7 separate regions of the Mus musculus genome follow, and all the other regions are linked to region 3. The links are chromatin contacts, called in public promoter capture Hi-C maps. All regions are on one chromosome and are shown on one strand. The core of a region is the stretch at or near the end of the contact, and the rest is flanking DNA. Distances in the headings are between cores, read along the strand shown.

Region 1 (3,916 bases), core at 236-2,735, 1.5 Mb after region 3:
GCAGTGATTATGACGCTGTAAAGCCTTCTAAGCTCTCTTTGCAGCTCTTGAGCCTTTCTGATGAATGTGGTACTTAAGAATCTGGTGTTTAGAGCTGTGTGCCCCCCTCCCCAATATTAAGTGTATGGTTAATTCTGAAATTGCATTGTATTTTACTGTCATTTTGTCTGCTGGGGTGTAATGGGCATGGTGGACAGGTCTTGAGAGGACAGTGTGGTTGTCTGAGAAGAATTTATCCATTCCCTTTCAGTTATTCTCTTTCACAGGGGACAGTTATAATTGTCTGCATATTGAAGATTCCGATTTACTGTTTATACAATAGTACTTCTTTATTCATATTTAGAGTCTCATTACTATATAAAGGGTGACTTAAATAAGTTAAAAATTAGGATAAAACTAGAGACATGGTTATAGGAGATGGCTCAGCAGCTTAGGAGAGCTTACTGCTCTTGCAGTTCCTGGCATCCACTTCAGGGAGCTCACTCACAACTGCCTTCATCTCCAGAGAGATCTGACACATCAGGCCTCTGTGTGCAGCTAGCATTTACATGAACCTACCCATGTGCAAAATGCATGCAGACAGGTAATCTAAAATAATAAGAATAAATCTAAAAATAAAAATGTATTTTGAAGTCATCCCTAGAATTTTAAGTATTTTCTAGTTTGTTAATTTGAATGTAGAACTAGGCTGTGGATTTGGCTATAGTTTAGGTTGTCTGTACTTTTAACATAGGGTAAAGCCAAGTAAATGGAGTTGCAGAATTTGTATCAGTAAATCATAAATTAGCCAAAACAGTTTAAACCAGGTACCCACAATCACCAGTAGTGACTTGATGCTTGCACATGAGGAAATTGAAATGATAAATCAGCCACATAATTTTGACAGGAATTGTGGCACTGACATTTGTAATTCAATATGTCTTTGTTTTGGTAGGAAGAAAGAACATACTTTACTAATGTTAGTTGGTGTTAGTAAATATGTTGAATTATTTGACCATCATAATAATGGTACATGAGGATGTGCGTTTTATTCAGTGAATATGTCTAACAGCAAGTTTGCTTGCAAAAATTTATATTTATTCATTAATAAAACTTGGAAACATAATTGTATATTAGAGTGAAGATAGCTTTTATTTAATGAGTTATAATTTATGGTTGTAATGATTTATAATTAGAAAATATTAAATTTTATATATACATATATATTAGACTGTGACCAAGTAAGCTAAGGATTTAAAAAATTTAGTGGGGGGGGTTAAATTGTTTCATGTGGCAGGGGTTGAGTTTCGGTAGAAGTTGCTTTTGTTTTTTTTCTGGGAATTGAATTCTTTTAGTGGCTAGCTAGCTAGATGGCTTCTAGAACCAGCCAGTGCCTGCTGGAGAACTAATGGAAGGGCTTTCTCTCCAGCCATGAAGAAAGGACTGCTTTATTTATGTAAATTGTTCTTACTGGCGCCAGCTAGCTGGAACTGCAGTCTGCCTGTGCAGTGGCAGCAGATAACACGTGTCCTGGACTTCCTCTTTGGAATGTGTGGGCTGACAGTGAAGGGTTGAAGCCTTAGTGTCCCAGTAATGAGACTCCAGCACTGGCAGTGCCGTGGATGACGAGAGCAACTGTGTGTTTTAAGCTTTAAGTTCGGCTCTTAGAGACTGACACCATTAGTAATAGGTGGGAGGCACTTAACTTCGAACAGTTGCTGCAGACCCCATAGTTGCCTGGATAGAGAGTGGCACAGAGAATCCAGATTCTAGGCATCTTCACTGCAAACGGTCCTTTTGAAGATAAGAGCTCTTGTGCCCCGTGAGCATCACTGATACATTGAATAACAGCTTTTTGGCTTCGTGGTTAATGGGATATTAATGGGATGTTTGCTACGCAAACTACTCAACAAATGTGAAACAACAAAGGGAATCACAACACTTAGCCAACTATTGTATTGTGTTCCTGAGTTTTTAAAAATGAATATGAATCAAATAAGAAACTTAAACTCAAGAAGTCTCATTAGATTTTAAAGTTTGCACTGCCTTAAGTGAAGTACAAAGCTGCCCCCAGGGAAGAGATTCAGGTCCCCTCTCTGGGACAGCTCCTCATCATAGGTGCTCCAGCTGTCTCTCTGCCTTTGGGTGTTTGTTTGTTTGTTTGTTTGTTTTTCCCCCAGCTATAGTAATGACAGGATTGGTAGATTATTAGTGTTAATATTCAGGAGATTTTGAGAGCCTTATTTGGATTTAGTCTTTTAAAGAGATGTCATTGTAAATTCACATTTGAAGTGAAATGAACTAATTAATAAATGAAGTGAGCTTCATGTGGATATTACTAATTTATATTACATATGAATCAGCCACTATAGCCTGTTACCATGTCCTCAGTTATATCAGCACCAACTGGTGTATGAGGAGAAATGGCATTCTTACCATAACTAACTCACTGCAAAGTTTTAGTGTGCATTTAACAGAGGTCAGCATTTAGATCAGACTGCTTATGCATTCACATTTGACTGACATGTTAAACAATAGATGTTTATACAGAGTTGATAGTATCGTTTTCACTCCACATAATAAATTAATTTCCAAATATTTAAATTTATCACAATTTTAATATGTATTAATTAAGAATTCCATTATATCTAATACTTTATTTCGTAAGTTGACCAATGGTACACAGGCATTGTTTTTCTTGTGTTATATACCTGAAATATTACATCCTGTGGAAATAAAAATATATGTATAATAGAGGTTTATATAATTACTACAAAGATAGAAAGATGTATGTTTGTGAAGAAATGCACATGTGTTTATTAATGTCATACAGAGATTAGGTATTTTAAATTGTTGTAATTGTATTTGTGGAATAGGTGTAAGTAGGAGGAGATGTGAAGTAGTGATGCCAACTTAGGGACACAGAGGAAAATGCTCCAGCAGGCCACCCTCTTTTGTGTCTTCCTCTATCTAGCAGGTAAACACTAGGCTTTTCCTACAGCCTTAAAGTGTAATTAGGTGGTGTTTCCAGTTCGCTAGCTTCTGAAAGGTAGCTGGTCACTATTACTTTATGGTTATGCATGTAAAGAGCTAGCTAGCTATGGTAGAGTATTGCCATGTTCCCCGAGTGTGGACTTAACTGTTGTCTTTTGACAGTTTTGCTCATTAATACTGTTTTAACGTATAAGTCTGTAAAGTACAGAAACGTATGTTTTTTGTTTGTTTGTTTTAATTCTGTTTCACTATGATTACAATAATAATACAAATCAGCTTTGAGTAATTTTGAGGTAGATGGGAAGAAGGTTATAATTTTGTTAATGTTGCTGGACAAAGATGTCTGAAACATTTGGGAAATGTTCCCATGTATTTTGAGCCATTATGTTTTAGGAAAATGTTGGACTGGCCAATGGAGTGGTATTTATGCATATGAAAAGGAGAGGGTTATTGAACTCAAACTAAGTAATTTATTGAATGCTGTTAAAAGTTGAGGGCCAAGCCATAGCAAATTAAGATGGGGATTCTGTGTATAGATGAACCTGAAAGGAAATATGCAAGGCAAAGGTGAAAGTGTCCAATCTTTGAGACGAGGGAATCTGGGAGTGGCTCCGACCTGTAATGTCAGCACACTAGAGGCTAAGGCAGGATCCCCACTAACTTCAGTCCAGCCCGGACTAGAGAATGAGTTAGTTCATGGCAGCCTGGGCCGTCGGTGAGACTCTGAAGGATAAACAGCCAAACTATGTAGGCAAAGTATGTAGTTCTGTTTCCTGTACAGCAATACGATCACTTAGAACCATAGAACCATAGACTCTTGGAAATGGCTTAGGCAGATTGGAGTAGTTGGAGCGCCTGTATGGGCGTTGTTGCTTAGGTTCCTCACAGACAGGGAATCCTCTGGTCCTGCAGCTGCCTTTTCATGGCCAACGGGGTTAGAAGC
Region 2 (4,073 bases), core at 635-3,134, 1.9 Mb after region 3:
CATTAAAACTGTGAAGGCTAAAGTTATGTTTTAAGTTAAAATTGCTGTGCTTAAGAAATCTATAAAACAACAACAACAACAAAAAAATGCCTCCAACCTGTGAACCCCACAGGTAACAGAATGCTGGGGGCTGTTGTTCAGGTAAGATAAGTCACATGTCTTCATTTCTGTAAACAAGCTTGGTTGCCCCAACTGCACAGGAAGTGCTCGACCACACATAGGCAGAAAGCATGTCAGGATGTATGCTTGCCTCCGTTGGATGAAGGAGGGAAGTGAGTAGCCATGGGGTACTTTCTAAGCATCTGTCTAACAATTCTCAGTCATTCTCTAGGAATTCAGGATATGGTCTGTCCAGTATTTAATAAAGCTTGATTCAAATTTGGCTCAAAAATTGTGGTATTGAACTTATTTTTACCCAGTGGGATTTACAGTACATCCTAGGGAGAGGAGATAGAGAAAGGCAGAAACAGGAACAGGAAGTTGTTACTGGCAACACTAAATCATGAGTGTTTATCTAGTTGGTATAAATCAGCACCATTGTTCTGTCTACAGCCAAATCTAACACCAGTGTTTGCTAACTTGCAATTTGCTGTTCATGTTTCTGCTTTTCTCTTTATGATCTGTTGTCATGATCAGAATATATGGCTACTAGTCTACATACTTTAGAAATTCAGAGTGCTTCTCAAAATCCAGGTGATGGAGGAGAGAAGGGAGTGAGTCATCCGGACGCCATCTTGGATCTCATTTATTTCCTCATGTATCTTCCCTCCTGGTAGCCGCTCAGTAAATGCTTGAAGTGGTGAGTGGGGCCTCCATTCTGCCGTTAGAAGTTTGCTCTAGGGCTGGAGAGATGGCTCAGCGGTTAAGAACACTGGCTGCTCTCCCAAAGGTCTTGAGTTCAATTCCCAGCAGCCACATGGTGGCTCACAACTGTCTGTATTGGAATCTGATGCCCTCTTCTGGTGTGTCAGAAGACAGCTACAGCATGCTCGTGTATATACTATAAAAAGTTTGCTCTCTTTCTTTCCTGCTTGTTTCTTTGCTTTTGGGGATAGGTCCCATGGTGCCTTATGGGCCCCAGATTGGCCTGGTGCTCCACAGGTGCTCTGAGGTTGACCTTGAACTTCTGTTTCCTCTTCTTCCACCTTTTGAATGTGGAGATCACACACATGAGCCACCATGCCTGGTGTATGTGATACTGATGATCAAACCCAGGGTTAAAAGTATTTCATGACGGTAGGCACGAAGTCTACCAATTACGCTACATCCCAGGCCCTACCCTAGTCCTTTTTATGATGATAACAAAAGCATGTTTTCCTCCAACCACAGCCAATGGTATTCTGTGTTCTTTAAAAGATATACAGCTGATTCATACTGTCCTCAGGAGTTGCAAAGCATCTACAGGTGATGGTCACTATTGGGGTAGGAAGGCTTGATCCCCATGTTCCAACTTGGGACAGTTTTACAAGACATCATAGCATAAAGCTCCCCACGGGATTGCCTAAGAAGTTATTATGTTTTTTTCTTCTGTTCAGACCTACTTCCATTTCAATACAACTCCCAAGAGCTTCCCCCAGTAAACTTCCTGCAAGGGAATAAAGTCTCTTAGCCATCTCCCTGGGCAATATGAGCTGTATGACAGCCTGTTTATTATTTTTAAAATTCTTACCTCACCACAGCTTGAATTATGTCAAATATGTTCTTGCTTTTCTTCCTTAAGCCTAGGCTAACACTATGTTGCCATACTGAGACCAGTGGGTCTCAAGTAGGAATGGAATCCTGCCGTTGTGACTTGAGTAATTATTTGGGTAGTTGAATATTAACATGTAGCCTCCACATGACTATTTATATCCTACAGGAACAGCCGACCCTGCCTTTCTCTTCTCTCACCCACTCCTCCCCACCATGACTCAACGTTTTCATAGTCAAGTTCACAATAATACTGAACTGTGGTTTCAGAATAGGAAATGACTTATCTTAGAAACAACACTAAGGGATTAAGTCTTTCACATGTGCAGGTATGCTTTTTAAACTTATTTATTTCTTTGGTTTATTTCTACAGTTCTTTTTCTCCAGGGGTTCAGATTCCAGTAGTCAATGGACCTTAGCCCAAAATTTTTCACGTTCTCCACATCTTCATATAAAGTCTTTGTAGTGAGAAACTAGGGGGGTCAGGCCCAGTCCACTTCCTGGTTTGTTTTTTATCTGCTTAAAAGACCTGGTATGTTTAGAAAGGTAAAGTAAACAGGGTTGGCTCCTATTGGGGATTGGTTCTAATGCTTTGTCTTAATTGGACTCCCAAAGCCACACTTCCCTTGGTCTGGGGCGGGGGAGTCCCTGTCCCAGCTGGTTTTGATTGATAGTAAAGTATTGCAATACAGTTAATGGCTGGGCAGAAAGATGGAGGCAGGACTTTTAGATTGCTCAAATAAGAGAAGAGAGAGAGGGAGAGAGGGGGGAAGAGAGGGGGAGAGAGGGGGAGAGAAGAGAGAATCACCATGACTTGGAGGGAGAGGGACCAGATTTTTTTTAAAAGATTCATTTTATTTTATATATATGAGTACACTATAGCTATCTTCAGACACACCAGAAGAGGGCATCAGATCCCATTACAGATGGCGGTGAGCCACCGTGTGGGTGCTGGGAATTGAACTCAGGACCTCTGGAAGAGCAGTCAGTGCTTTTAATCGCTGAGCCATCTCTCCAGCCGAGAGGGACCAGATTTAAGAGCTACAGAAGAAAACCATCCAACAATGCAGGTGGAAAGGGAAAGAAGCCCTATGTGGGGGGAGGGCTGCCCAAAAGACAATAGGACAGTGAAGAGAAAACATAGATTCAGGTGTTAAGCCAGGAATACCAGAGGGAAATGTATGCTAGCCTCGGGGAGGATTAGAAATGCTCAGTCAAGGCATATCAAAATTATCTGGTGGTGCATTAGTGTCTTTCATTCGAGCTCTTGGGTGGGTGCTCAAAGTTTGTTTGTGAAATGTGATTTTCTGCACCGAGCCCCTTTCCTGATGAACTTGCCACTGTGGCTCTTCCTCCATCCCTGGAGACTCCTTAGCCATTGCCCGCTTCCTATTAATTTCTCCCCACAGCATACCTCCTCTCCTTCCCACAGCTTCCTCTGTTCTGTGGATCTCTGTCCATGGCCCAGACACAGTCTGATGGCGTCCATGTCCCACTGCAACAGGGAATTCTCTGCTCCATGGATCTTCCTCTAAGGCCAAGCTTACTTCCCTCCTTCAGGAGTCAACCCTGCTTGGCATCCTCATAGCCAGTTAATAAGTATTTAAATGAATGATTGAGTATATGAATAAATGATGCTTTCCCATACTGCCTAGTATCCATCCTACCCCTTATCTTCCCAAAACATATGTATTTATACAGGTCTAATGAAGACAGTTTTCCTTTGAGTCCCAACCCAATGAGGCGAGCTCAGAGAGGAGAGCTAAGAGAAGTGTATGCATGGTAGAGCAATTCATCGGATGCTTCGACTTCAGAGACCCACTGTCCCTAGAAATTCTGACCTTCCCAGCAACCTGAGCATCGGAGAGACCAAGAGCAATGAAATATAAATGTTACCTGGTTGCCATGGTCTCATCCAAGCATAGGATAATGTACAATATCGTTTATCCTAAGCCCTTTATAGTAACCTGCTGGAGTACTCGACTCTTCTCTCAGGAAGTGTATGGTGGCTATTCGTGGTTGTCAACTTGATTACATCTGGAAACGGAAGTCATGCTTGTAAGAGATATCTTGTTAGATTTGAAGTGGGCGCACCCACGTCTAGTCCGGACCTTTGAGGTAGGAAATCACATACCTATGATCTGGATCTTGAGGTGGAAAGACACATCTTTAATCTGGGCCACACCGTCTGCTGGAAGCCTATATAAGAGCTTGCAAGAAAGAGGTTGGTCTTTGACTGCTTGTTCTTGCCTTGCTAGAAAGTCCCTTCCATCACTGGCATGAGAGCCTTCGTTTTTAGGATTCTAATTTCTACTGAAGACCAGCGGAGACATCCACCCTGTGCACTGAGCAATTTCTAGATTCTTAGACTTTCTGTTCATAGC
Region 3 (4,040 bases), core at 1,186-3,685:
GAAGGTGGAGGCAGGAGGATCAAGAGCTTAAGGTCAGCCTCTGATACACAGGGAATTTGAGGCAGAACATACTGTGCTACATGAGATGCTGGAGAAAATAAAATAAAATAAAATAAAATAAAGTAAAATAAAATAAATAGAAGGTAGTTACAGGAAGGGCAAAATAGAGAGCCAGAATGCCTTTGGCTTTCTGCCAGCCAACCGTGTGCTATGACTGTCTGGTAGAATCCATGTTGGGATGGCCTATTTTATACAGAAGGCGCTTTCCTTTTTTTAACTTGGAGTGAAATGTAAGAAAAACAAACAAACCAAACCAAAGGACGCAGACTATTCTTCAGGAATGTGCGGAGAAAAAAACCCATCACTTTCTAAAGCAGTGGTTCTCAACCCTATGTCTCTGGGTTGAACGACCTTCTCACAGGGGTCACGTATCAGATATCCTGCATATCAGATATCCTGCATATCAGATATCCTGCATATCAGATATCCTGCATATCAGATATCCTGCATATCAGATATTTACAATTCATAACAGTAGTGAAATTACAGTTATGAAGTAGCAATGAAATAGTTTTATGTTTTGGGGTTACCACAACAGGAGGAACTGTATTAAAGGGTCGTAGCATCAGGAAGGCTGAGAACCACTGATAAAGAAACAGTCAGAGAAATCCCTCTGGTCTGCCATGGTTTCCAACCCCAACGCTTTGCTGAGTTTCACTTCACCCAGGTGGCACATACTTAACATCCATTTTGTCTCTAGAGTCAGGGAAACAAAGACCGCCTCTTGTCTCTGAGGCAGTCTCCTTTCCCAGTTTCTTTTCTGAAGACCAGCATCATGGTGAATGAGAGCAATGGTTTTTGTTTGTTTTTCCAGACAGGGTTTTTCTGTATAGCCCTGGGTGTCCTGGAACTCACTCTGTAGACCAGGGTAGCCTTGAACTCAGAGATTTGCCTGCCCCTGCCTCCCAAGCTCTGTGATTAAGGGAGTGTACCACCATAGTCCCCTCCCTTGGCTTTTTCTATTTATTCTTTTATCTTCTGTCATTTTGTTTCTGAATTCCGACTTGTGCATTTTATCTTAATTCCCCTCCCTCCACAGGCAATCATCACAAACCTCTTCAAGTGTAGTTTCTGCTTCTCTGTGTTTTAGTAGAAGGTTGTTACATCCATCCATACACACTTGTAATATAACACACATATAATATATATTTGAAACAGGGTCTTACCAAGTAACCCTGACTGTTCTGGAACTTGCTATGTAGACCGGGCAGGCCTCCACTTCACAGAGATTCACCTGCCTCTGTCTCCTGAGTGATGGGATTAAAGGCATGGGCCACCACTCCCAATCTTAGTTATATTATATTTAAATCTATGGCCTTTCCCACAACAGCCTCAGGACTTGGAGCCCTAAATACTCTTAAGGGTATGTTTGACATGCGCTGCGCACATTTTAACAACACACTCTGCCAGAGAAAGGGATACCACGAAGAAAAGCATAGCAGATTGTCTCTAATGCCTCAGTTTCAGAAAGTGTGCCCCACACATTGAGAATGCCAATGCCTCCCCACTAGGGTACACTTGCAGGCACAGGGCATGTAACATACATTGTACCTCACTAGCTTAAGTGGTGGCAGTTCAGATATCTCACGGGTCTCAGGAATTTTGTATTCACAGATCTGCCAGTTTTTTGTTTGTTTGTTTGTTTTTTCGAGACAGGGTTTCAGAAATCTGCCTGCCTCTGCCTCCCAAGCGCTGGGATTAAAGGCGTGTGCCACCACGCTCGGCTCAGATCTGCCAGTCTTGAATAGGTGTCCCCTGAACTCAGAACGGCCTTTCTGGTATCAGTAAGGTCCCAGCTCAAATATCACTGCCTCAGAGACACCTTCTCAGTCTTGCAGCAATCCTGACAATTCTTTCTCCCAAAGCTTTGCTCCCCTATTTTTATGTAGCACTTTTCATAATTCAAAGTGGCCCATTATTACCTATGTATTGTTTGCCTTCTCTTTGCAGTGGAAGTTGATACTGTCCTGCTCTATCATTAGACACCTAGCACAGTCCAAGCATATGGCAGGCTGTCAGTTGTCAAATATATGAAGTAATGAATAAATAGTATCGTGATGTCCATGTGTTTACATTTCTATAGTTAGAAAAGTGATAAGCCAAAGGGAAGACAGCCAAGGCCCTGGAAGGCCGAAGTTGCAGAATGAAATCCTGCCTCAAGAAACCAATTTAAAAAAATAAAAAATAGGGCAGATACCCAAAGGGCAGCAAGAAGGGATCGTCTCAGTTCCTTAGGCACACAGGCTTCCAGCCATTGCTGTTCTTCCAAGTCCCTCCTGTGTGGGGCGCTGCCACGCCAGACCCGCCAGCAGGAGGCGTTCAGAACCTACACTCTAGGAAAGTAATCGCCTACATTTCCCAGCACGCCTTGCGCCTCGGCCCCACTTCCGGAGCCCACGAGCAAGATGGCGGCGGACGAGGAACCCGATTCCCCCTCTGGAGCCCTTCAGACAGCTGCGGAAGAGGAGGAAACGAAAACATTTAAAGACCTGGTGAGAATGGGTGATGCTGGTATTTATTTTGTGATGTTGGCGTTTAGGCTCACCCAGGGTTTGGGTACTTCATATCCCAGCCGGTGGTGTGTAAAAACACCTTGGGGCCTAGCTCATGCTATCTTCAGGCTGTCAGAAACTCGGGGTCTCTTCACGCTCCCTCGGGTGCATTTGCCTTGTAGGATGCCGCTGGGTCGTGAGAGCCCCCGTTTGTTTTTCTCCCCAGTTACTGTAGAGCCTTATGTTATCTAGGGTCACGCGTGACCTCCTTACAAGAGGCAAGTTGTTATGGTGTGCGCCTCACTTTATACACGTGAGGCACTTGGTAGAATAATAGCTAGCCACTGGTCGGAACTGATTTGACGGGTTAAATGAGATAATACATGCAAAGAGTTGACAGCAGCCCCTGGTGAAGAGAAATTGTCTCAAGGCGCTGTCCCATAGTGTTCATATAAAGCAGGGTCTGAGATGTACAGTTATGTAAAGTGCAAAGGGCTACGTATCACCAGGAGGATGGCTCTGATAAAGGTGAGGATGTATTCTTTGCTAAAGTATGGTTTTCTGAATTCAAAGGGTGTTACGGATGTATTGTGTGAAGCTTGTGACCAGTTGGGATGGGCAAAGCCCACCAAGATCCAGATCGAAGCTATTCCTTTGGCCTTGCAAGGTAGGTTGGAATTAAATATGCAGGCTAGTACAGAGCCAGTGTGGCATTATATTCAGTTTTTGTGTTGCTTCTAAGAGCTATTGCTGTCAAATTCCAAGTGAAATAAAGATATAATCTCTCCCTGGGTATGGCAGGACTACTTGAGTTCTTAACACCGAGGAGGCAGAGACCTTGCTTCAAATAAATATAAAGCCAGGTGTGATCACGGTGGCACAAGCCTGTACCATTTGGGAGGTAGACACTGACGTTAATGAATGGTGGGACGACAGTTTTAAACCCCTAGAGCACTCTACTGTCTGAATTTGCATGGCAGATCCTGACTGTTAGCTCTAAGAGATGAGAATTAAGAATCCATACAATGGACCATCAAGAGACCCATAATTAGCCTCCAAACGATGACACCATTGCATACACTAGCAAGCGTTTGGTGCAAGGACCGTGATATAGCCGTCTCTTGTGAGACTATGCCGGGGCCTAGCAAACACATAGGTGGATGCTCAGAGTCAGCTATTGGATGGATCACAGGACCCCCAATGGAGGAGCTAGAGAAAGTATACAAGGAGCTAAAGAGATCTGCAACCCTGTAGGTGCAACATTATGAACTAACCAGTACCCCGGAGCTCTTGACTCTAGCTGCATATGTATCAAAAGATGCCGTAGTCGGCCATCACTGGAAAGAGAGGCCCACTGGACAGGCAAACTTTATATGCCCCAGTACAGGGGAACGCCAGGGCCAAAAAATGGGAATGGGTGGGTAGGGGAGTGGGGGGGGGAGGGTGTGGGAGGCTTTTGGGATAGCATTGGAAATGTAATTGAGGAAA
Region 4 (3,813 bases), core at 557-3,056, 1.9 Mb after region 3:
GGGAATCCTGGTGTTTTTTTTTTTTTTGTTGTTGTTGTTGTTTTTGTTTTTTGTTTTTTTCTATTTGTTGAGTCTTTGTTTTGTCCATTTCTTGCCATATACCCATGAAGACCTGCCATTTATAAAGTCGTGTGAAACAGTGGAAGGGAGGGGCACACAACTTTAGCCTGCCTCTGGGTGCTTAGGTTGCGGAAGGAGGACTCGGCAGGACACCCAGCAGTGTGTGCCTCATGGATGTAAGCAGCAGGAGTTCCGAGAAAGGGTGATGATATCCCTGCTAGGTAAAGATGGGAAGTAGGGGTGGATCTCCACAGGAAGAGCTCAGAAGCGGACACAGCTTAATCCAGAACCAAGCTGGAGAAAGGACAGCAACAACCACCACCAAAACAACAGTGACATCAACAGAATACCAGCACAAGGATGCAAGAAATGGGTTATAGGAAAGATAAGAGCCCGTGGGGGAGATACTTACTTTGAAGTTAATTTTCACCCTGTATTCAATGCCTTCCTTTAGCACAAATGTATCCTTTTTGAGGGCCTCGAGATCGCCTGTAGAAGAGGAGTTACAAAGTTACTATCCCCAAGAAGAATGAAAGCCAAGCTTCGGCATCTTCTGCTCGGCCCACCTGGGTTACGTGATTCATAAGAGTGTGAGATTAGTGTAAACACACACACACACAGACATACACACACACACACCCTATACTGGCTTACAAATCTTACAAATTAGTTATTAAAAAATCAAAACTGTAACATAGTAAAGGGTTTTCCTACAAGTTTGATGTCTATGCCAAAAATACAGTTTTTTTCCAATAAATAGTCGTGAAGATAAATCTTTTTTCCCCCCCTAACTTCTAATCAGTACTCAGGAAGATAACTATATTTTATTGTTGTCAATAACAAAAAAAGTGTCAATCAACCAACCAGCCTAGAAGAAATTGAGCTAATATTCTGTCTATTAAAAACTTCATGTATATACATAGCTAGATGGAGACATGAGGATTTCTTTCAAAGAATTATAAAAATATAGATATATAAAAGCATCAGCCTTTGGCTTTCAAAGAATTGATAGGCTTCAAGAAAATTTCCCTCCATCAATTCATACAATTGATATTAACAATTGATAATATATGGTATTTCCTAGCTTTAACAGCTACTTTTAGTTTTTATAATTATTTAAGTAAGTGCTCACTTTGGACTCACTAGACTTGCGTTTACAACATTTTTTTTTAAGGAAGAACATTCTAATTGTAACAGCTTTAGGGTTCATAACCCTGAGATCTGCCATTAATTCTTAGGCCCTGCTTAGGGAAGCTATGACGATGCTTTCTTTAGTCTTTCCTCCAAATACTCCTGCATAGCTCAGTTGTGTATGTGTGCATATACATGTGCATGTGTGTTCACATATGTATGTATGTGTATGTATACGTGTATACTTCGGGAAAGTGTTTGACTTCATAAACACTGTTATATGACTTTAGCTCAGCGCTTTCTTTAGGACAGAAATGCAGGTTTTCTCTTCTGAGAGAGGAGGACAGAGACCAAGCTCTTCTGCCTGGTCCTCCGTCCTGTCTGGGCATGTCCTCAGCAGCGCCAGACCTACTCCTGCAAACTGACAGTTGTACCTGGCCACGTGACACAGCCGAGTGCAGGAAGAGGCCTGAGTCTGGATGAGAGAATGAGTTTCTGTCTGGGGTGATGCTGCAGCTCGGGGCCATGCATGTGTGCGTGCAGGGCGGGGCCATGCATATGTGCCTGCCGGGTGCCTGCTCTACTGATTACAGTTGAACAGGAAGCCTGTCTTCTCAGGCCCCGATTTCCTCCCCTTGACAGAAATATCCATATAAGGCAAAGCACACACGCCCTGTGAGAGGAAGCTCTGCTGCTAAACTTACTGCTCTCGACCCGTGCTTTCCTCTGGCTTCTGTAAAGCTTTGACTTTGGTGACAGATCTACCTTGGATGCCCCTGATTTGGATTTATGACCCCTTTCCCAACCCCCAATAGGTGATTATTTTCCCATGAAGCCCCCCTTCCCAGTTTCTGCTCATCTCCTCAAGATCTGCCTAATGAGAGCAGTTGGCTGTTAGTCACAAAAGGTGAAATAAACACCAATTATTATTTTGGGGTTTTTGTCAGAGAAATTGTTTAGGAATAGAGTTTTAAGCTTTGGGTGTGCGGAGCAGGGGAGTGTCTGTCATTATTCAGGAGGTGCTGGGCTTTCCTCGCCTTCTGCTAAGGCCATAGCTGGGATAAGATCAGCGCTTTCGCTGGTGTTCAAACCATATAAGTACTGCGAGTCTAGCCACGCACAGCATTTCCACCTGCATTGTCTCCTACAAGAATAGCTGTTTCTTCTGTTACCACGTGGAAGCACAGATCTGAAGTCAATACTGCACAACTGAGTAACTGAAGGCTGAAGAGATCGCGCGATCAATAAAATGCTTGAAGAGATCGCACGATCAATAAAATGCTTGCCAGGCAAGCACGAGTATTTCCTGAACCCACATTTAAAATGTTCTGAGATAAATAAATAAACAAACAAACAAACAAACAAACAAACAATATCCCCCCCTTATTAAATAAAGCTGTGCATGCTAGCTCTGGAGCAAGGGGGGGGGGCAGGTGGAGCCCTGGAGCTCACCAGCCAGGCAGACTAGCTCACGTGAGAGAGCCCGAGGTGCCCTGTCTTGATTGATGCTTGCTGCGAGAGGACCCAGTTCATATGGACAATGGTTCCCCTGGGCTAGTGGTCCTGGTGCTTTGAGGAAACAGGCTGAGCAAGCCCATCCGATAAGCAGATCCCGAGGTTAACTTGCATGCACACATGTACTCTTCATATGAACACGAATACAGAAGCAGAATAGTGCACAAATACTCACTTACCCACAAAAGGTGTCCAACTCTCAATTGTTCCACTACATTGAGTCAGGAGCTGGGTTTTTTTCATTAAATACAGAAAGCAGTGGACACTGGGAATGCAATGGTTGTGGCCTGGTACGAGTGCATGCATCTCCAAGAGCCACCTGACTAGTTTTCTCCAGTGGGAATTGGGGACAAAGATCAAATTTTCCCTGTGACATCTTAGACCCCTCTGAAGAGTAGAGATGTGTTCACTTACCAGTAAGGTCCATGGTGATGGGTCCTGGTGCACTGTCACATACAAGGCTAAGCCGGGTAACAGTCACGTTGGGAACTGTTGGGTCTGCAGGGTTCAAAAGAAACCATGAGCACACAGAAGGGCATTAAGTGGAGAAGAGCTCGTGAGTGCATGCATGGGAGTATGCGTGTGTGCACGCATGTGTTTGTGTGTGTGTGTGTGTAGATACAAATGTGTGTATGAGTGCATGTGTGTGCATGTATGTGCGGGCATGTGTGTGTGTACACATACAAATGTGTGTATGAGTGCATGTGTGTACATGTATGTGCGTGTGTGTGTGTTTCATGCTGTGGATGATAAAAGAGAATATAAAGAGGAATTTAAATATGTAGCAATCAAAACAGAATGGCAGACTCGCTATGTTTACTATTGATTTCTATAAAAATGGAAGAATTAAGAATTTTCTAATTCAGGCATTTACGGATTGTGTTCACTACTTTTAGGTCAAATCGGCACAAGCTAGGATCATTTTGGAAGAGTGACCCTTACTTGAGAAAGTGCTCCCACCAGACTTGCCTGTGGGCAAGCTGGTAGTGCATTTTCTTGCTTGATGATTGCTGTGGGAGGGACCAGCTCATATGGACAGAGTTTCCCCTGGGTTAGTGGTCCTGGGTGCTATAAGAAAGCAGGCTGAACAAACTCTGGGGAGCAAGC
Region 5 (3,919 bases), core at 8-2,507, 1.5 Mb after region 3:
TCTGTAAACCAGGCTGGCCTTCAAGTCTTAGATTTGCCTGGACACTGTATCACATTTTATGACCCCAGAAGTTGTTTCTTGAATTTCAATTTCCTTGGGTTTGCCTGTTTAATGTCCTAGTTGAATTGTCAAGTACAGGACAATAATGAAAGCTGTGAGCTTCTTTGGAGAGAGAGTCTCAAGCTCTAGATGATCTGGGAGCATGTGGCCCCAGGTTGTCCTTGTTCTCTCAAGACCTGCCTCATCTCCCTGAGTGCTTCTGGGAATTGAGCCACAGCTGCCCATGGGAGTGTAGATTTCCTCAGCACTGACAGCTACTTAACTTTTTGATTGGTTAAGTTACTATTGAACAAATACTTAAAGGGAGAAAATTAAGTTTAAGGGATTCCACCTAATATTATTTTTCTGGCTCTTACTGATTTACAAAACATATTTAGAATCTTTTCTTCATTCTAGCTTCTCTCAATTTGTCGGAACAGTGATTACTGTCTCTATTTAAGCGACACGTGAATTTATGAGGTGTGAAGGCATGATTGGTACTGCTTGCTCTCTTACAGGATATCCCCCCAAAAGATGTTCATCTCCACATCTTGATGATTAACACAATTAACTTAGTGAACTTTAAGTGATACCTGTAACACTTTGACAGAGTTTGAGGCCGATAGATTTCAAATTCCAGACCAGTGTGGGCTACGTGGCAAGTTCAATGGCTAGACTGAGTTAAACTGCACGAATCTTCATCAACAAAACAAAACAAAAAGATAAAAATTAAAAAAAATTTTTTTTTCGAATAAATTACCGTACTCTAGGTTCTCTAGACTTATGGAAAAATCTTTTCGCTTTTTAAACACCTACTTTTTTTTTTCTCAAGTCTCATGGAGGGGTGGCCACTGAGGAATCTCCATGCAAAAAAAAAAATAAAAAAATTAAAAAAAAAACAAAAAAAACCCCAATCACCTCCAGGATAAAAAAGAAAAGAGCCAACCGGAAAAAAAAAAAATCACCTCCGGATGCGATCGAAAAGACGGCAGCGCCACCACCGCAGACGGGCTACAATTTCAAGGCAGGAGGCGTGGCCAAAAATCCCTCATTCAAATAAAAAACCAGGAGATTTGCATGGAGAATAGGCATCGCGCACGTTCATTGGCCGATCGCTCAGTGGGTGGAGTACATAGTGTGCCCACGAAGCTCCGCCCCCATCTATTTGCATAACGGCCCCGGCGCGTGCTGGGGAGAAGCGGGTTTGTTTTTGAATCTGCGGTGGCGGCGAGTGGAGCGCACGGCTGAGACGGCAGCGTCCGGGACGGCTGCACGGGACGGCTGCGTAGGAAGGAACTCGGGTCCCAGGCTCTCACCTCCCGCCCCCGAAGGTATACGCGAGTGCCAGGGGCTGTTCTAACCACTGTCGGAGAAATGACTATTGTATTTCGGAAGAGTCAAGACCGCATTATGGCGGCTGCGGGAGTTGAGTGTGCGCCTGCGCGGTTGCGAAGCTGCGGGCGGGCGCTGCATGGGAGCACGTGATCGCGTGGGGTCGGGCTCTAGCTGCAGTTGAGCAGCTGGCCGGGCGGTGGCTGCGCAGGCGCAATATTCATTTTCAAGAGCTAATGTTCTTGTTGGACGCCATTTGGGTTCTAGATTTAATTTTCTCATTCTCGAGGGGGTTTCGTCTCGTGCTTCTTCTTTTCACATTTTCCGAGGAAAACGTTTCTCTCGTGTCTTACACCTACCCGCACCTTAAAATCCTTTATTTCTCTCACGGTTTCACCGGTGCAGACTTGATATTTTGGTACAAATTGCCTCTTGTGGTTCTCGATTATAATTTCGCGTTTAGTTAGGTATTTCTGGATTCGCGTTCCATTTAGGGAGATAAGATCGGCACCTAGTGGTGCTCTCGGGGGAAGTGCATTTACTTCAGCTGCACTTTTGTAAATACATTTTTAACCCTGTTTTTACCGGTTCGCTTTTGGATGTGCAATGTTTACAAAATAGAAACTTTTATTTTTGATTTGTTTGAGAGGACAAGAAAAGGATGTACAAGTTAAGTTGAAATCTCAATTTTCTCAGGTATTACATCTTTATTATTTTTTTTTTTAAAAAGGAACATTTCATCCAAAGTCAATGAAGTTTTAATCCAAACACTTGAGTCTTTCATGTTTTTAGTTTTACTGTTTCTTCAGTTAGAGAAATGTTAAAGAAAATTAGTGAACACGATTTCTCATTATTTTGGGATGACGTATAAGCTATTATATCATTTTTTGATGAAGAATTTTACAAATATTACAAGTTCTATTGAGGTCCTTATTTAAGGGAATCAATTAAACATTTTGAGTTTTTGAAAAAAATATGTGCACTGTAGTATATGTGTATAATGTACACTTTAAATATGTTTTAGGTGTATATGTCCTGGTTTTAGTTTCTTAAAATAACTATGGGTGTGCTACTGATTAAAGTTGTGATGCCACTAAATTTCAGTTGTATGTAGCACAATTAGGTCAGTTGTATGTAGCACATTGGGTCAGTATACGTATAATTTAATATAATTTTCTTATTCTACCCGTTGTTTCTTACTAGTCTAAAAACTTGTGTTTTCATAAACATCTGTCATTCATATGTATAGTTGCTTTTTTGGTTGCTTATGTAACCCAAGTTTAAATCAGTCTGTTGTCAAATTAAGTGCTGTTATAATGTCGATTGGTTTGGGCTATCTCTATTACCCGAAACAAATACTCTTAGAAATAATAGGATATAATTGAAAGGAACATTTTGGGCTGTTTTTTTTTTTTTTTTTTTTTTTTTTTTTTTTTTTTTAAATGCTGTGACATATGCCCTGGAATGGAAGGACGGGGAAGGAAGTCTTCTCCTCCTGTAGCTAGCAGGTCTAAAGTTGATGTAATGGGAATCTTGAGCCTCTGCTGTCTTGTACCAGGAATGAAGGCAGTTCTGCCTTTTTGAGACTTTGATGCTTCTGAGGTGGTTTCCCCTCACCCCATTTTGTACTCCTAGTATTTGAGTTTATGTATTTAAGCTTAACATTTTTGTTTGAATGCATGGGTAATTGTGTCATGCGTTAATATTGAGCATCATAAGAGGCACTAGAAAATTACATAACATGCAATTTCAATATTGATGGGACAGTTTTGCTGTATTTCTTAGAAGGTAAATGTAATTTTAAGTTTACTAAAATTAATGAATTGTCTGAATGTCAGTGGTTGATTCTTTAGTATTTTAGAAACAAGTACTAAAAGTTTGAAATTTTAGTTTGGTTATAATTAAATGAAGCATTGTGCATGTATGTACACACACACACACACACACACAGACAGACAGACATGTTACTCAAAGTATGAACAATCACTGATATGTAGTTTAGAAAGAATCAGGCTGGAATGATTTAAGTCATAAAATTAAAATTTTATTTTTTAAAAATTACTTGATTTTGTACTCTGTTGGAATATTTTCACGTCCACAGTATGAAGATTTAGTATTGTGTTAATCGCCCTTAACTACTGTGGTGATGTTTGTAACTTCACTTTTGCTGTGGTAGATCAGTCTATAAATATTTATCACTATATATACATATAAATACGTACACACACACACACACACACACACACACACACACACACACACACACTTACATGTGTATGTTTTCCAAGACAAGGTTTCTCAACCCTGGCTGTCCTGGCACTCACTCTGTAGACCAGGCTGACCTTGACCTGCCTGCCTTTGCTCTGCCTCCCAAGTGCTGGGATGAAAGTCATGTACCATTACTGCCTGATTTCATTTTTAATTAATTTCCTGCAATTTTCCTTTTTGGTTGTGTGTGCTGTGGGTCAAACTCAGGGCCTCAGGCATGCTAAGCACACACTGTCATGTTAAGCACACACTCTCATGCTAAGCACACACTACCATGCCC
Region 6 (4,005 bases), core at 1,276-3,775, 1.8 Mb after region 3:
AACAACACACACAAAAAAAAGAGAGAAAAGCAAAAAGAAAGCAAAGAGACCTTTCCATAAACATACATTTAAGATGGTTTACAGAAGATATTCTAGAGCTTTCTTCCCCAAAACTGCACCAGAGGTTTCCATACACATTGACTTAGAATATATAACCTATCGAATGCTTAGGAGCATTAGATAGTATATGAAAGTCAGCTGTTAGGTGGTACAGCCAGGATTCTGAGGAAGTTGGCTCCGGGATACCTCCTTGATGGTGGAGTATATTGTTCAGATCCAAAGGTGTATGGGGGACCCCAGCTCCTGGTTAGCTCATTACTGTGCTAGGAAATAAAGATGTACATAGATAGAAGTACATGGGGTTGGTTTTTCTCTGTGTGTGTTTAATATTTTGTATCTTGGGACAGGATCCTATGTAGCTCAGGCTAGGTGGGAACTCTCTCTGTAGCTAACGATGGACAATCTTCGATGGACAATCTTGACTCTCCTGTCCACGCCTCCTTTATACTAAGATCACAGACAGGCCCCACTTCACTTGGTTCTGTGGAGTTTATTTAAATAAAATCGCAATTAGACTAAGGAGAGGGTAAATTTATGATATTTTAATTAAATGGATACAAAAAAACCTACATGACATTTAATCAGCGTTTGACATTACTTAGTTGTGTAATTTCAGAAATGCAGTAAACTGAAGTACCGGAGTGAAACAGTGGAAGAAAAACACTTTAGTTTGTTTCAAATGTCAAGGGCCTATCATATGAATCATAAGAACAAGTTGAGGGATTCTGTTTCCAGTGTCTTGGCCTAAGAGTAATCTAAAGTCTCGATGGAGCACCAAGTGACAACCTCCAGCAGGCAGGCAGGCAGAGGCGAAGGGTCCTCCCCTCTGGAATCCAGTGGTTCTTCTCCGGCTCATACACAGCCCCAGAGCCACGTAATGTTAATATCCTATCAGATTCATCCATGCTATCCACAAGGACTGCATTCCTGCCTAGTCTGTGACTATGGCCTCGAGGCCCTGAGAAGGAAGGGACTGTCCCCAGGAGCAGCAACAGTGTCCAAAGACCAGCCTCATGTGGTATAGGTAGGACAGGCCAAAGAACCAGCTTTTGTCCCAGGCTGGTGGCTGCACACAACTTTAATCCCAGCATTAGGGAGGCAGGCAGATCTCTGAGTTGAAGGCCAGCCTGGTTTTTATAGTGAGTTCCACGGCTGCCAGGGCTACAGGAAGAAAAGTCTCAAAAACTAAAACAAATAGAAAACCTACAAAGCTTCTTTTGCAGCTAGCTCTCCAGGTGGGTGTGTCAAGGAGCAGATGACGAAAGCTCGTTCTAGGAGGGCAGAATTCAGCCAAGGAGCTATGGCTGAGCCGGAATTGCTGTGGCACTCACAAGCACAGACCCTGGAGTCAGATAGTCAGATTTGAAAGTCGCCCCTGGCTATACTGGAGACTAATTTCCATGAGTATGGTATGAGGGAACAGAGGTGCTCTTCTCTGGGCTTCCGGTTTTTGATTGTTTCCAGGTAGTTTCTCTCTTAGGCCAGGCTCAATTCAAGTTCTCCATACTCCTGCATCAGCTGGGTTTATAGGCACTGAACACCATAGTCTGCTTACTGTTGTATTTTATTTAAAAAAAAAAAAAAAAAGCCGGGGACGTTTGGTGGAGGAGCGTTATTGTGCACGTAGGGGGTAGAGGGGGTGCGGCCCATGCTGAGGTACCAGCCACAGGACGGTATAGTAGTTTATTTAGGGCATGAGGTGAGTTGAGGGGGTAGTAGCGAGAGCGAGAGAGAGAGAGAGAGCGAGAGCGAGAGCGAGAGCGAGAGAGAGAGAGAGAGAGAGAAAAGGCCGAGGGGGTGTGCGGGTGGAGGCCGGCCATGAACACGTGGAGAGAGGGGTAGGGGAATGGGAGAGAAGGGACAGAGGGCTAAGAGAGTAAGAAAGCAAGAGAAAAGTGTGGGTGTGTGTGTGGGGGGGGGCAAGCAGCTTCTTTTACAGTGGGTCAGGCACACCTGGCTGCTGCCAGGTAACTGTGGGGCGGAGCCTAGAAGAAATGCCAACACCATCATTTTTATTTTTTGAGATAAGGTCTCACTTCCTAGCTTGGTCTATAACGCACAAAGTAGCCCAGGCTGTCTTTGTATTGGTAATCCTCCTACTTCAGCTCTTTCTCCCTCCAAAAGCTAGGATTACTGATTTGAACCAAGTATGGCTTTGCTTAACTCCCCGTTTTCGCTGCCCTCCCTCCGTTCCTTCCTTATTAGGCTGGTATGGATCTTGGAATATCTACAGCTGACCTTAGGCTCCGGGCAATCTTGTATCGGCTACCCTAGTGCTGGGATTGCAGACTCGAACCACCCAGTTAACTACATCCTGGCAGCCAATCCCAACAAGTTTGAGGATGCCTGTGAACTATGTAAATTAGGACTAGAAATTTGAGCTTTTGATTGGGAGACATCTGGATGGGCGGGGGCTCTGCTTCCGCGAGCTGATTGGGTACGGTACCTGCCTGTCACGGGCGGCAGCGGCTGCAGTTTGGCGAGGCAGTTCCGGGGTGGCGCGCGTCGTCCCGGAACTGAGCGAGCCGGTGTTGGAGTTCCAGGCGCGGGGTCGAGCATGTCCGGGCGAGGCAAGCAGGGCGGTAAGGTGCGCGCCAAGGCCAAGTCGCGCTCGTCGCGCGCGGGCCTGCAGTTCCCCGTGGGCCGCGTTCACCGGCTGCTGCGGAAGGGCAACTACGCGGAGCGCGTGGGCGCGGGAGCGCCCGTGTACCTGGCGGCGGTGCTGGAGTACCTGACGGCCGAGATCCTGGAGCTGGCGGGCAACGCGGCGAGGGACAACAAGAAGACGCGCATCATCCCTCGTCACCTGCAGCTGGCCATCCGCAACGACGAGGAGCTCAACAAGCTGCTGGGCCGTGTGACCATCGCGCAGGGCGGCGTCCTGCCCAATATCCAGGCCGTGCTGCTGCCCAAGAAGACGGAGAGCCAGAAGGTGAAGAGCAAGTGAACCCGACAGACGGGTGCAGAGCCCGCCCGCCACAGTCCGCAGCCAATAAAGTCGGTGAAAAGCGAGTAATCTAGAGAGCTGTGTAGTCGCGGGACCGAGGGGGTGTTGGGTGGGGACGAGTTCCAACTTTGAGCGTGACGCAGGCCACCTGTGTGGCCATGTGCGAGCCGGAGGAACCCAGCGGGTGGATTGGGAGAGCCCCGTCGCATCACCGTGGGCAGGAGAAGCGGACCTAGTGCCCAGAGGCTACTCTGGAATTGGCTTTGCCTAACTCCCCAGTCTTAGGGAAAAGTGGTAGGGAAGGTGTTGCGAGCTGTGAACAAGAAGTTGCCTCGCTTGTCATACATAGGAAGGTTGAGCTATATGTACCCTAGCCATTTGGAAAAGACAGGAACTTGGGATCCTTGGTGGGTGCTAGTTATTTATGGTAGTATTTAAGCTAATAGATGTTACGTATTCGTGATCTGAATGCCAGCCATCTTCACATTGCACACTTGTGTTCAATATTCTTTATAATGAAGTAACTTGTGCAATACGGAAGTGAGTCACGAAGTTTGCGCTCTGGATGGTGTTGCGTAACAGCGGGGCCCTCGGTCTTAAGTAGTGTATGTTTAGCAGCTCCTAAAATGATCTTCTCTTGGTGCTTGCGGTGGTGTTACCCCTCATCCCTGCATTTGGGAAGTAGAACGCCTTTCGTGGCTAGATAGCGAGTTTGTGGCCGTTTCTGAACTACATTAGACCGTGTCTCAAAATATGTTTCTGTCTCCCCTCGAGTTTTAGCTGCATGGCAGCCTCTTATCCAGCACTGATTCTGAGAATCAGCCTGATTTTACTTAAAAGCAAAACCGATTTTTTTTTTTTTTTTTTAGGGGTGACTGTTAGCTTTCCTGGGATCAGGTTTCTTCTTTTCCGTAACTGTTGAGTTGGGTGATGGCGCCTCAAGGAAGGAAAGGGTCGTGTGAGTTAACGTAACGCGGAGAGCCAAACCCCAGGGCCCT
Region 7 (3,759 bases), core at 862-3,361, 1.7 Mb after region 3:
GTATAAAGAATTTCCATGTTAAAATAAGCCATGGTGCAACCAGTAGGCCCATTTTAGTGAACTCAGATATATAACTGCTGTCAGAGTTAAAGTAGCCATTGGCTTTAACCTGTTGTCTGCCGGCCGGGACACCTTATGGAGACTAAATGACAGTCAGGTTAGCAAGTGCTTCCCACCAGCTGATTCCGGTTCCCAGTGCCCAATCAGGGCAGATGAGTCAGGCCCTCAGCCTGACAGTTATATTTCTAATGAATAATTAATGATGAATCTGGGGACAGACTTGGGCGTGTATCAGGGTGAATCGTCTCCCTGAGATCTGATCACAGCTGGCATGATGCAAATACTGACTTCTGGAGTTTAGCCCTGCCTGCCTAGAGGAAGAACCAGTTTTACCAAGGAATGGGCTACATTTTGAGTCTCACGGAGGTCGGCTCATCTCTCTCTTACCAGGGCAAAGGAGGAACAGTTAGGACACAGCCTACTAAGCTCACAGTACGGAGCTAGGTTCCTTTGGGAGCCCTGGGAGATAGCAATGCCTCTGCTTTTTTACGATTTAAATTTTGGGTAATCTACTGGCAGGTTGAGGAAGCTTCAATACAGTACAAATAACATACTGATAAGAGGGAGAAAGGACATCCCATCTGTTTCAAATAGACACTGCAGGCAGGCATCCTTAGCTGTCCTCAAAGCTGTCATGTGGAGGAGCCTTTCAGGATTGCTGGCCATGGTAAGGAACCAGCAGCTTTTCTGGACTAAAGGGTGTGTGTGTGTGTGTGTGTGTGTGTGTGTGTGTGTGTGTGTGAGCGTGAGCGCTCATGTGGCGGGGGTAGGGAGGGATGACCAAAGAACATACAGCTAAATCAGGGGAGACATCAGGCACTTCCGGACCCTTCTCATCCCACAAGCCTGTGCCCACTGGGAAGTTTCCAGACATGAGTGGAGCAGGCTTTGAAAGCAAACACTTCCAAATGGCAAGGGTGCGGGTACTCGTTGAGAGACGGTAACGAGAAAAATCAGCGACTTTTGAAAGGGGACACTGCCCGCGTCCCTTCCTATTCTTGAATGGGTCAAACAAGGAGACGATTACGAAATCAGTCGTCCTCTCTGAATTTGACTTTTAGAATCTTCCAAGTCTACGCATCCCACAATTCATTTTGGTCTTGTTACAAATGGAAGGGTGAGACTGGAAGGACACCTGTTGAGGCCTGTTTTTTCTGAAGGGAAGGATTACACCAGTGCCCTCTGGCAACCCAGCTACCTTATCGCTTAGGCAAATTCCTGACTTCCCCCCAGTCGCAGCCTCTGTGCAGTAGAACGGAGACTTTAATCCACTTTAGGATTCTGAGGCCATTCAGAAGAGCTCAGCAGCCTTAAGCTCTGGCCCTGTCCCATATCAAGATGGCATAACCAGTTTGCTATCAGTTCTCTTAAGTCCAAGTCACTTGTCTACTTCTAGAAGCAGAACAAAGGTCAGCTCGAAATCACACCTCAGTCTGATTTGGAAAAATCTCTGGACTGGAGCCTTTTGGACCAGTCGAGGTTGTCCGGGACAAGATATGGGACAGAATTAAGGCCAAAACATTTTACGTTGGAGAGCCCTTGTACCCTCCTTCAATGCCACCGCTGATCCACCTCAGGGCTGGAACGTAACCCGCCAGGCTCCCCACCAAGAAGTACGACCCAAGACGCCCCTAGATGCAAAGCTGTTGGGACTCTGGCCAGCCGCCGGCGTGGGGGTACAGGGCAACGCCCCTAGTCCGCGGGCGGCCGTTCTGCTCACCTGTTGGGTCGCTCTGGCTGGCAGCGCCAGCCGCCCAGGGAGGCTGCAGCAGCAATGGCAGCAGCAGCAGCAGCGGCGATGGCGGCCTGAGGCTCCTGCCAGGGCTGCGGTGGCACATCGCTCCTCCGCTGTGACCTCGGCCTGGTTGGATTAGGTCCCGCTGGCGCCGGCGGTGGCAGCTGTTGCAAGAGCCGCACTTGAGGATGGTAGCAGGGCGCTGCGTTGCAGAGGCCGGGCCGATCTTAACTTTCTTCTGACATTAGTCTTGCCTGCTTGGGCGCTTCACGTGGCCTTGGGAACCAACCTTCGCCCTGCTGAGCCCCAGGCTAGGAGAGGCGGATCCTTTCCGTCTGGTCTGACCCTCCAGCCACCTGTGGGCCAGGCCGGGAAAGTTCTCTGTCGCGCTTTTGGGAAGTGCCGGGGCTGTGCTGCTTTCTCTGGTCGCCTCCTGGAGGGTGGGGCTCAGGGCTAAGGAATCAGTTAAAGGTGGCCTTGGTCCCTGTAGCAGAGGATAAGGAAACCGAGGCAGCAGTGGGTCGCATGCCTCCCCGTAGGTCGGATTCTGTGGCCTTCTGTCTTCTCAGGTCCCTCATCCGTCAGGAATCAGGGCTTCTTGCGCCAGCCTGTCTGACCTCAGGAGCTCAACACCTCCAGACCTTAGCTTTGTGTCTTCATTGGGCGGAGCTGATTCACGCGGGGCTAGAAGCAGATCTACCCCTGAGCTTCCATAGAGACCCATGTCTGGGCAGGACTCGCTGAAGGCAACATTGTGAAGTTGGCCAAGGGTGCCCTAGGTGACATTGTGAAGTAGGCAACAGACTTCAAGCTGACTGAGCTCATCTTTTGCTACTGAACCCAGGCAAGCAAACCACTGTAGCTGGGTTTGTAAAGCGTTCCAGAAGTCGAGGCAGGAGGATTAATGAAAGTCTGAGGACAATTTGGGCTACTGAATGAGACACTGTTTCCAAACACCAAAATATAAAAAATCCAGATAAACAAATAAATATTTTTTAAAAAGTAATGAAGAAGTGCCTTTGTTAGAGGAAGAAATAAATTTGTCATTGCTAGAAATGACACCTGTGAATTATGAAATACAAATCACAATTTCGTTTGGTAATATTCATTTAGTGGAGAAAGAAGCTGCAGGCATTGTAGGGACTGTACATAAAATAAAAACGAAGGTGAACGGTACCTTTGGGTCCTATGGCACGTGGCTAGTGAAGTGTCACCCCAAAAAGTGCAGGTGTGTCTCCATATCCCACTCTGTGACCTCACTGACCCTTCTGATCCAAGGAGACAAGTGTTCAGAGGAGGTGACTCTTTCAGGATGCCTGATGGGGGCTGGGCTCACCCACCTGATGGTTTGCTTGCCGAGTATTTATTGACTTCAGTGTTCCAGGATAGAGCCCTGTATGACACCGGGTCTGTAGAACACCAGACTAGTCGATGAAGTGGTTGGCTTGTTTTGAACGAGCAGTTTAATTGGATTAGACTTTCTTAAACTCAGTACTGTTGAAATTCTGTCCAGTTATGAGTGAGCATATGTGTGTGTCCGTCCGTGTGTGTGAGTGTGTCCTGTGCACTCTGAGGCCTTTAACATCCTTGAAAGTGCCTCCAGACCACGTCCAGTATTCCCCAAGGTAAAAAGTACTAACCTAGCAGAGCACTGTTACAGTAATTTGTGGTACATTTTGACATACTTAAATTGCGTTTTTTAAAAAAGATTTATTTATTTATTATATGTAAGTACACTGTAGCTGTCTTCAAACATTCCAGAAGAGGGAGTCAGATCTCATTAAGGATGGTTGTAAGCCACCATGTGGTTGCTGGGATTTAAACTCACAAGCTTCGGAAGAGCAGTCGGTGCTTTTAACCGCTGAGCCATCTCTCCAGCCCTTAAATTGAGGTTTTTAAACATCCAAAAGAATAGTGACAGCCAACTCTAGGTGAGACGGTCCAAGGATATTGGTTTCAAAATT

Evidence for each region. Promoter capture Hi-C pulls out the DNA fragments that hold promoters and counts their contacts.
Region 1: a contact with region 3 is called in a promoter capture Hi-C map of the 3T3-L1 cell line, with 5 times the contacts expected there. The contact joins the enhancer-like site here to the promoter of Ddx47 in region 3. A contact is called at or near these places in 9 of 39 promoter capture datasets (the 3T3-L1 cell line, 3T3-L1-derived adipocytes, the C10 cell line and 5 more), 1 of 115 datasets of contacts at active chromatin or transcription factors (astrocytes) and 1 of 9 other capture datasets (macrophages).
Region 2: a promoter capture Hi-C map of hippocampal neurons shows a contact between it and region 3, with 2.6 times the contacts expected there. The contact joins the enhancer-like site here to the promoter of Ddx47 in region 3. A contact is called at or near these places in 4 of 39 promoter capture datasets (the 3T3-L1 cell line, 3T3-L1-derived adipocytes, hippocampal neurons and 1 more) and 1 of 115 datasets of contacts at active chromatin or transcription factors (pancreatic cancer cells).
Region 4: a promoter capture Hi-C map of pre-B cells shows a contact between it and region 3, with 5 times the contacts expected there. The contact joins the enhancer-like site here to the promoter of Ddx47 in region 3.
Region 5: a contact with region 3 is called in a promoter capture Hi-C map of embryonic stem cells, with 4 times the contacts expected there. The contact joins the promoter of Atf7ip here to the promoter of Ddx47 in region 3. A contact is called at or near these places in 8 of 39 promoter capture datasets (the 3T3-L1 cell line, the C10 cell line, cranial neural crest and 4 more), 2 of 115 datasets of contacts at active chromatin or transcription factors (astrocytes and pancreatic cancer cells) and 1 of 9 other capture datasets (macrophages).
Region 6: a contact with region 3 is called in a promoter capture Hi-C map of pre-B cells, with 2.5 times the contacts expected there. The contact joins the promoter of H2aj here to the promoter of Ddx47 in region 3. A contact is called at or near these places in 11 of 39 promoter capture datasets (the 3T3-L1 cell line, 3T3-L1-derived adipocytes, the C10 cell line and 7 more), 3 of 115 datasets of contacts at active chromatin or transcription factors (astrocytes, cardiomyocytes and pancreatic cancer cells) and 1 of 9 other capture datasets (liver).
Region 7: a promoter capture Hi-C map of embryonic stem cells shows a contact between it and region 3, with 4 times the contacts expected there. The contact joins the promoter of Plbd1 here to the promoter of Ddx47 in region 3. A contact is called at or near these places in 8 of 39 promoter capture datasets (the 3T3-L1 cell line, embryonic stem cells, hippocampal neurons and 3 more) and 1 of 115 datasets of contacts at active chromatin or transcription factors (pancreatic cancer cells).

Annotation. Positions count from the first base shown.
Region 1 is chr6:136,541,821-136,545,736 of GRCm38.p6, forward strand. The region is part of intron 1 of Atf7ip (activating transcription factor 7 interacting protein); the gene reads left to right. Among named protein-coding and RNA genes, the nearest start is that of Atf7ip, 25 kb to the left of the region's middle. Within about 2 kb of position 1,486, at least 216 of the 459 cell types and tissues checked have an H3K27ac peak or open chromatin away from gene starts, as enhancers often do. A contact at or near this core is called in astrocytes, embryonic stem cells, hematopoietic stem and progenitor cells and 1 more, where this site is marked.
Region 2 is chr6:136,898,922-136,902,994 of GRCm38.p6, forward strand. No RefSeq gene overlaps it. Among named protein-coding and RNA genes, the nearest start is that of Erp27, 21 kb to the right of the region's middle. Within about 2 kb of position 1,885, at least 77 of the 459 cell types and tissues checked have an H3K27ac peak or open chromatin away from gene starts, as enhancers often do. A contact at or near this core is called in pancreatic cancer cells, where this site is marked.
Region 3 is chr6:135,009,177-135,013,216 of GRCm38.p6, forward strand. Ddx47 (DEAD box helicase 47) reads left to right here and starts at 2,436. Exons shown (of 12, transcript NM_026360.3): 1 at 2,436-2,552; 2 at 3,126-3,219. The coding sequence starts at 2,466.
Region 4 is chr6:136,929,140-136,932,952 of GRCm38.p6, forward strand. It overlaps Arhgdib (Rho, GDP dissociation inhibitor (GDI) beta), which reads right to left. Exons shown (of 6, transcript NM_007486.5): 3 at 3,121-3,204; 4 at 473-549. Among named protein-coding and RNA genes, the nearest start is that of Erp27, 8.9 kb to the left of the region's middle. Within about 2 kb of position 1,807, at least 191 of the 459 cell types and tissues checked have an H3K27ac peak or open chromatin away from gene starts, as enhancers often do. A contact at or near this core is called in pre-B cells, where this site is marked.
Region 5 is chr6:136,517,594-136,521,512 of GRCm38.p6, forward strand. Atf7ip (activating transcription factor 7 interacting protein) reads left to right here and starts at 1,258. Exons shown (of 15, transcript NM_019426.2): 1 at 1,258-1,370. It overlaps Gm44140 (a long non-coding RNA gene), which reads right to left and starts at 1,160. Exons shown (of 4, transcript XR_001785394.2): 1 at 1,005-1,160; 2 at 856-899.
Region 6 is chr6:136,805,723-136,809,727 of GRCm38.p6, forward strand. H2aj (H2J.A histone) reads left to right here and starts at 2,526. Exons shown (of 1, transcript NM_177688.4): 1 at 2,526-4,005. The coding sequence starts at 2,618. The coding sequence ends at 3,007.
Region 7 is chr6:136,659,782-136,663,540 of GRCm38.p6, forward strand. It overlaps Plbd1 (phospholipase B domain containing 1), which reads right to left and starts at 2,112. Exons shown (of 11, transcript NM_025806.2): 1 at 1,781-2,112. The coding sequence starts at 1,898.